3 separate regions of the Rattus norvegicus genome follow, and regions 1 and 3 are each linked to region 2. A link is a contact called in public Hi-C data. All regions are on one chromosome and are shown on one strand. The core of a region is the stretch at or near the end of the contact, and the rest is flanking DNA. Distances in the headings are between cores, read along the strand shown.

Region 1 (2,700 bases), core at 100-2,599, 420 kb before region 2:
CAACCAGAGCTTCCAGGGACTAAGCCACTACCTAAAGACTATACATGGACTGACCCTGGACTCTGACCTCATAGGTAGCAATGAATATCCTAGTAAGAGCACCAGTGGAAGGGGAAGCCCTGGGTCCTGCTAAGACTGAACCCCCAGTGAACTAGATTGTTGGGTGGAGGGCGGCAATGGGGGGAGGATGGGGAGGAGATCACCCATAAAGAAGGGGAGGGGAGGGATTAGGGGGATGTTTGCCCAGAAACCGGGAAGGGGAATAACAATCGAAATGTAAATAAGAAATTCTCAAGTTAATAAAGATTTAAAAAAACCCTCTTGAGAAAGTCTGCAGATTATCGAAGGGAAACTGTAGCCATTACCTCCAGCCGTCTTTGACTGGATCTGGTTTCTGGATAAGTGTGTGAGTTATTTTTCTTAAAGGATTCACTTTTGCTCTTTCACCTGTCTTGGATATAGTACTGATTATCTAATCTATATGTACATGTTCTTACTCCTACAGGTATAGCTTCCACCCTCCCTCCCTCAAGCTCCTCCATTTTTTATTCCATTTTCCATGCAGGTGATGGGGTCTTATATGTGTTACACAAATGCTTTACCACTAGCCTGGCCCTTAAGTTCCTTCTCAACTAGGCTTCTTTATGTTCGTTCTATTTTCTGGTTTAGGTAAACATTTTAGAATCTAGTAACTCATCCTCACCTCTCTTTTGTGAACCATTAGCAACACAAGCATAGAAGCAGGGACTAGCTTAGCGCACAGTTGCACTCTAAGTCACACGCAGTGTGTGTGTGTGTGTGTGTGTGTGTGTGTGTGTGTGTGTGTAAAATGTAATAATCTTAAAAGTGGCATCGCTGAAGTGACCATATGTGGTACTATGCGGTAAGAAAAACTTAATCTTCGTGTTCTAGAATTTCCGAGTTCTCTTAAGACAGGACGTCTTATTAAAAATTTCTAAATCTCAAATTTTAAATTATTAACAAGAGAGGAGGATTGGCGATGTAGCAGTTCTTTGGTAGTGTGCTTGCCAAGTGTGAAGGAGGACCTGGGTTGATCCCTAGCATAAAACCGCCCTTCAAACATAAAAAAAATTTTTTTTTCCTAATAAGTCTTCTTGTCTACTCTGAAAGAATAAAATAAACTGTTACATGTGAAAAGTCCTTGGGAATATTTGGTCAAACGCTGCAAAAATGTTTGTAGTTGATGACAAACAATTAAAACAAATGGAATGCCTGAGCTGAAGAAACACCAATCAGGTTCATCTCCAGGCAAGGGAAGCCAAGGGTTGCTACGTGACGTCATTTCTCCGCGCCGGGCGCGAAGTGCTTCCACCCTGGCCCCGGGAAGAGCTTTGAGCCATGGGGACCTGGCGGCGTTTGCTGCTCTTTGGCGGGGTGTCACTCCGGGGTGGTGGCGTGGCCGCTGCCCTGCCCCTGGGGTGCCGAGCTTTGGGTTGTGGGCGTCAGGTGTGTGCGGAGCGCGGGCGGGGGTGGTACGGGCCGTACCGCATGCGCCTGCGCGCTCCCGCTAGCGGGCTTCCTAGAAGGTGGCTGGGGCTTGTGGTCCCAAACTGTCCCGAGTGTGCATTGCTCTCTTGTCTTGGGGTTATTTAGTGAATAGGTTAAGGAGAAGGACTTAACTCGGTAAAAAGGAGAAGGGCTTAACTCGGTAAAAAGGCAACTTTAGTTGTTGTTTTTTTAAACATCCTCACCTATACTGGCAGACAGATTTCAGCTTGAATAGTTTATCTTTATCTTGAGATTAGCAGTCGATAAAGAGCACTTAACGACTAAATCTATGTCAATGAACAGAATTAGAAAAGAAAGCCCTAATAGACCCAAACTCTGGATTCTTTTCTCTTTTACAGCGTAGTAATGCAGTAAGGAGGATGATTGGTTTAAATCACCCTTTTTTGTTTTTTAAGTTATTAGGTGCTGAGGGTGAGGCCTTGAAACAAAGAAGAACCCAAATCATGTCCCGAGGACTTCCTAAGCAGAAGCCTATAGAGGGTGTTAGAGAAGTTATTGTTGTGGCCTCTGGAAAGGGTGGTGTTGGAAAGTCTACCACGGCAGGTATTGTAAGGTGTTCCTTCCCCTCCTGACTAATAAATTGTGCTCTCAAATGCACTGTAAATGACCACTTTTCAGGCTTCATATTTGTGATGTTTCTAACATTGGTTCCTTAGTATTAGGATTTGATAACGGCTGGAAGCTGAACTAAAACACGTTCGTTTCCAGATTGCCTATTCAATAGAGCAAAGAGTTAGCTTGCCTACCGATATTCTGTTCACTGATCTGGGAATCTCTATCAGAGGATGGTATGCAAATTATGTTAACCACTTAGCCTAGTGTCTTTTCCATAAAAGTGCCTAGTAACTGGTTGCTGTTACTTTTAAAACATCTAGTAACTGTATGCTAAATTATGTCTGTTCTTCACCTGAATATTTGCAAGGAGAACATTTATTATTGTGTTTGTTTTTCATTTAATCACATAATTTATAGCATTTATAAAGTCACCAAAGACTATGTTCCTGTCTTCAGGTGCATGTGTGTGGAGGGCAGAAGGAAACATCTTTGTTGTTCTCCACATTTTTCAATGACTGCTTGGCCACTGAGCTCTCAGGATCTGCCTGTCCCTCCCCTGATTTCCCCAGTGCTGTGCTCACACCCAGGTCCTGTGCTTCTGAGGCAAGCACTTTA
Region 2 (2,700 bases), core at 100-2,599:
GAAAGTCACAAATAGTTTCTTCGGAGCTTAAAGGCCATGATTTCCTTCGTTCAAATTCTCTCTGCCTTTTCGTGTCAATGCACAGATGAATAATACATGGAAAGCTCGACGTACTCCCAGACTTGCGTAATTTCTAACAGTCTCAAAAAAGACCGAATGCAGTATCATGAAAGTCGGGAAGCAGAGAGTTGAATTGATGGTGAGCCCTTGGGGCCACCCTAAACCATCTAAGTCTTGGGGTCTGGCTCAACTTCCCTAAGAATGGCTAGGATCAAGGGCCTGCGTCTGTGTCGTGCCCACGGGGAAAGGACTCCTCTTGCCCTCGACTAGCTCAGGCTTCTGGCTGAGAGTGGCTCCAGGTCCCGGGCCGGTGATGTCTGTGGTCGGTAAGCGATTACCAGGCAGGGCTGGCGGTGCACACACAACACACAGAGGCAAGTCTCTGCGACGGAGCTCAGGCACATTCTTCTCTTTGCATTCTTCAGTGCCCAGAGACCTTAGGCTCCAAGGCTTAGAGGGATTTATGGAGGAGCGTTCGGCGCCCATGCCATGCCTTGCAACGGCTAACACAGCCCCGAGTTCCTTTGCAGGACTCCGGATTACCGCCAAATACCGAAGGAAGGCAAGGGAGAAGGCAGGGGAGGCTCGGCGACCAAGCCCGGCGTGAGGCGCCTAAAGCGTGGAGGATGGGACGGAGGAGGAGCGGAACACGGAGAAAGGGGAGAGCTGAGGAAAAACACTCACGCCAATGGGTAACAGGGAAAAGGTGAGAAGGAAGGGAGTAGGAGCGGGAGCCAATGGGTGGGAGAGGCGGAGATAGGGGGAGGGGCAGAAGCCAATGGAGAGCGGGCCCCGAGCGGGGACGCGGCCCTGCGCGCTCGCGCGCCCCCTCCCTCCGGCGCGGCAGCTCGCGCCTCCTCGGCTCCCGGGAGACGAGGGCAGGGGCGGGGCCGAACCGGGAGCGCGGCTCGGGAGGCGTCTGGAGGTGAGCGCCGCGGGGCGGGGGAATTATGGGGCGGGCGGCGCGGGCACGCACGCGCGCCCCCGTGCTGCCCGCGCCGCCCCCGGCCGGGTGTGTGGCTTCGCGCGCGCGCGTGCGTGCGTTCCGGCGGTGCGCGCCGGGAGAGATGCTGAGGTAAAGTTCGGGAGAGAGGGAGAGATCCGTCAGCGCGAGGAGCCCGAGTGGCCGCCATTACTGAGCCCAGCGCGACGGCGGGCGCGGGGGAAGGGGGGAGGGTCGGGGTTACCGCTGCCGGCAGGCGGGCGGGTTACCGGGCAGCGCGAGCCGCGGGGCTCGGGCTTTCGGGGCGTGTGTGTCGGCGAGGGCGCGGGGAGCGCGCCGGCAGCGAGAGGCGAGCCGAGAGTGGAGGAGGCGGCGGCGGCGGGAGCGCTCCCCAGGAATGTCGCTGCCGCCGCCACCACCGCGGCCGCTGCCGTTGAGGAGGCGACGGAGGAGACCGGCGTTGTTAGGTAGGACCTCCGAGAGCGGGCTGCGCGGGGCCTGCCGCTTCCCTCCCGCCAGGGACCCTCGGTCGCCGCCGCCGGTTGTAACCAGTTGAAGGGGCTGGGGCTGGGGCCGGGCGGCTGGGTCCTCGCAGGCCGGGCCGCGAGGATACGGTCGGCTGAAGGGCAGAGAGGCCGGAGAGGGGCCGCTTTCTCCACAGGTGATCGGGCCGGGGGCGGCAGAGGCCTGCTGGTAGCCGAGCTCGTGCCGGCCCCGCCAGGCGTCCTCTCTCCGCGCCACCTTCACTTGTCCGGGGCTTGGAGGGTGCGCGGGGAAGGAAGGTGGCGGGGTCGGCTGGCTGGGCTGCCGCTGTTAACGAGTTCCACCTGGAAGGGGGAGCGCGGTGGGCGCAGATCCGCAGGAACAGGACCTCGGCTGCAAACTTAACCGCCTTTCCGGGGGATCGGCCCTTTCACTTTTTTCTTATCTCCTCGACTCCTCCCTAGGCTCACCACCACATTCCCATCTGCTAAAGCTTGGGGTAAGGGAGTGAGAAGTTGCACTGCGCAACCCAAACACAGACTCCTTCCTGTCGTTTGACTGCTTACTGGGCCGGGGCTTTGATCCCGAGTTTTGGCTGGAATAACCTCTAAAATTTCCCTCGGTTCCCAGTAAAGAAAAGTATCGGGGTGGGGGTGGGGAGCAGCTCGGGAGCGCGCGTGCACTTATCCACACATAAATACACTCCCTCACACCCTCCCTCTCCAGCGTTATTGGAAATGCAAGTGAGGTGCAAGCTGAGGCTGAAGGGTGCTAGAAAGTAAGGACAAACTATTAGAACGACTAATAAAATTCCGAGAAAGTAGCAGGGAAGGAGTTCATACTTTTACAAAATATGATGGGAATCCAGTTTGGGCCAGTGCTTAGTAAATAATAAGTAAAATGTACTAAATCAAAACCAAGATAGTGAGATGAGTGAGTTTCCTCATCCATCTAACCTTATATGTCATCAGTTTACAGTGTTTCTTTTGTGAAGGTAGAAACCAAGGACATTTTTATAAATGTTCAAGTATGAAACCATGAAATGCCTCTCTGTTTACTAGTGTTTGTGCGTGTTGCCTTCGGCAGGTGTGTGAGGTGGGGGTTGCCCTTTCTACTTAAATTCAAAACCAATATCCACTTTGAACAGGATGTTAGGAGTTGTTTACTGGCATGAGGAGACCACTCACTTCATGGAAGAGTTCTCTTAATCTCTA
Region 3 (2,700 bases), core at 15-2,514, 280 kb after region 2:
TATCAACCTGTATCAACCTACTCTATTCTCAAACTCACAATTCTCTCTTGCCTCAGAGACGGGTGGGATAGCACATGTGCACACCCACGCCCAGCCCAGATTTGGTTCCTATACCTTTCCTAGATAAAAGGAACCTCTGCTTCTCAGAAATGGTTGATTCCAGGATCAAAGCATATATATATATATATATATATATATATATATATATATATGTGTGTGTGTGTGTGTGTATGTATATATGTATATATGTATATATGTATATATGTATATATGTATATATATGTGTGTGTATGTATATATGTATATATGTATATATGTATATATGTATATATGTATATATGTATATATGTATATATGTATATATGTATATATGTATATACATACTCCATGGGTACCAGACTTGCAAGTGATATGTATACATTGCTGGAGGTAAAACACCAATACACCTAAAATGTCTTTTATAAACATTTTAAGAAACAAGAATACAGAAGCTATATGTCTACCACACCACTAGCCTAGTTGAAAAGCTTGATAGACAAAATAAATATGGTGGTAACGGGTTACAATTCCTACAATAACATAAACAGTCATGAGAATATAGGATTAATCTACAAATACATGGAGAGGAAGGAAATCTCTTTCTATAGTAGAAATCTAATTAATGAACGTAGATGAATGACAGAAATATCATCACTCTGACATGCGCTGGTAATTATCAGTATCATTAGGGCAGGTAGGCATAAGTAAGTTAGGAACAGAGCAGGTTGACTTCGTGTGTCTTTTGCTATTATCTGAGAAAGTTGTGCTGCCACTTCTCTGATGTTTTTGCAAAAATTTATAACCTTAATTCAATAGTAAGGTTGACAAAACAAACCCGACAAGACAAAATTGAAAGTCGTTATCTAAAATCACAGGCCATGAAAGTACTATCCGTGTTGAGAAGAATCCAGGGCTCTGAGACCTGAGCGACTGTTACAGACCTGAGCCAGGGAGGGGGCGCTAGACAGACAAAAGACAAAAGACGCAGTGAGATAAATGTGAGGCTCAGGGCACTTTTTCCAACATTCATTCCCCGGCTTCGGCAATTGTGTTATGGAGGTTTAACATCTGGGGAAGCTAGATGAAAAGCTTTCTGGGCTTTGTACTATTGTATAACTGTTTTGTTAGGAAAAATAGAAAGTTAATATTCAGAGTGCCTGGACGTGGCCCAGCAGAGACAGGTATTGGCCTCCAAGCCCGAGGATCGATCTGCCTTTGACCCCAGGACCCACACAGCTGCACATAGAATAAATAAAGTGTGGCAACTTTTTAAAAAGAAAATTAAGACAGAGATCACAGCAGAGAGATTTAAGGACAAGTTAACTCTCTTATTAGCTCTTATTATTCTGGACATGATCAAAAAAATTTTTTTTCAAAAAAGGATTATTTCTCTAAAGAAATAGCCATGAATTGTTTGATTTGCCATGCATTTAAAATTATCGTTTCAATTCAAATTATGTGAGTGGAATGTGTATGTAAGTAAAAGGATAAGACGTAGAAACTAAGTGCAAAGAAATGACGTCTCTTGGAGGAGAACAGGGATCATGCATGGAATGACCGCCTTCCTGGGCTTCAGTTACTGCATACTGAAAATCAGTAATATCTACCAAATACTGATGTGCACAGATTGTCTTAAATTATTATACTAATCAGAGTACAGGGACTCTGCCTTCTCAGTATGAAATTGAGAACGGGTCCTACAGTGTTCACTAAAGTAGACGTGGATACAGTGCCCGAAACCAAAAGCAGTTTGGTGGGAATTTTGAGGAGGAGTTTTTCTGGCGCTCTATTTTAAGGTCATCTTGAAAGACCATCTCTATTCATAAAGTTCACAGTCTTTTCACCCATGATGTGCTGAGTCTTAACCCACAGGATTATAGTCTGGTCTGCTTGGGGGCAAGTGTCTTAGGATCCCCAAGCAGTGTAATGATCATGTGTTTATGTTAAAGGCTCAAAGTCAGGTCGGTAAAGTAGAGTAGAATTAATTGGAATTAATTGACTCAGAATATCAAAAATCATAAAATTATAAGCTCTAGAGTTCAGGAAATGATGGACACTGATAGAGACAAGCACCATCAAGGTCACCCAGTCTTGAAGTTTTTATCCCACAGTGTCTCACCAGATAGAGCTTAGGCCAAGCCTCAAGCTCGCCGTCTTCCTTCTCAGCCTCCCGGGTACTGAGATTACAGAGTGTTTTGAAGAAACTTAGTTTACACCACCTAAGAGTTATTTTTTTCCTTTTGTTTCTTTCTACAAATACATGCACATAGATGGACAGCTATCCCTGAACATGCTTCTTTGCTCCAGAGTCTGTTCTTGCTGTAATGGCCTTTAGTGCTTATCCCGGTCACCTGATACAAGTCTGGTGCCAAGAAATGGGCTCCAGCTGTTTCCTAGCAGAGCCCTTAAGGGGTTCGGCAGGTTCCAGGCTAATATGAATTATCAAGTTGATAGGCTCTAGAGTCACCTAGGACACAAGCCCTGGTCATACCATGACAGACCATATGGTTAGGCTCTGGCCAGAGGTTGACTGAGGTGGAGAACCCACCTAGAGCAGCACCACTCCAGGGTTGATGCCCTAGACGGAATAAAACGAAAGGGCACTGGATAAGCATTCATTGTTCCCTATGGATTCATTCTTGCAATGTGACCAGATGTCTC

Evidence for each region. Hi-C and Micro-C count contacts between places; a contact is called where the count stands out from the background.
Region 1: a Hi-C map of frontal cortex shows a contact between it and region 2, with 1.7 times the contacts expected there. The contact joins the promoter of Nubpl here to the promoter of Arhgap5 in region 2. A contact is called at or near these places in 4 of 12 Hi-C or Micro-C datasets (the A7r5 cell line, the Rat2 cell line, Schwann cells and 1 more) and 1 of 1 datasets of contacts at active chromatin or transcription factors (oligodendrocytes).
Region 3: a contact with region 2 is called in a Hi-C map of liver, with 2.1 times the contacts expected there. The contact joins the enhancer-like site here to the promoter of Arhgap5 in region 2.

Annotation. Positions count from the first base shown.
Region 1 is chr6:75,293,303-75,296,002 of GRCr8, forward strand. Nubpl (NUBP iron-sulfur cluster assembly factor like) reads left to right here and starts at 1,350. Exons shown (of 11, transcript NM_001185025.1): 1 at 1,350-1,467; 2 at 1,926-2,073. The coding sequence starts at 1,360.
Region 2 is chr6:75,710,369-75,713,068 of GRCr8, forward strand. It overlaps Arhgap5 (Rho GTPase activating protein 5), which reads left to right and starts at 1,350. Exons shown (of 7, transcript NM_001399400.1): 1 at 1,350-1,470.
Region 3 is chr6:75,987,552-75,990,251 of GRCr8, forward strand. The region is part of intron 1 of Akap6 (A-kinase anchoring protein 6); the gene reads left to right. Among named protein-coding and RNA genes, the nearest start is that of Akap6, 69 kb to the left of the region's middle. Within about 2 kb of position 1,265, at least 1 of the 93 cell types and tissues checked has an H3K27ac peak or open chromatin away from gene starts, as enhancers often do. A contact at or near this core is called in liver, where this site is marked.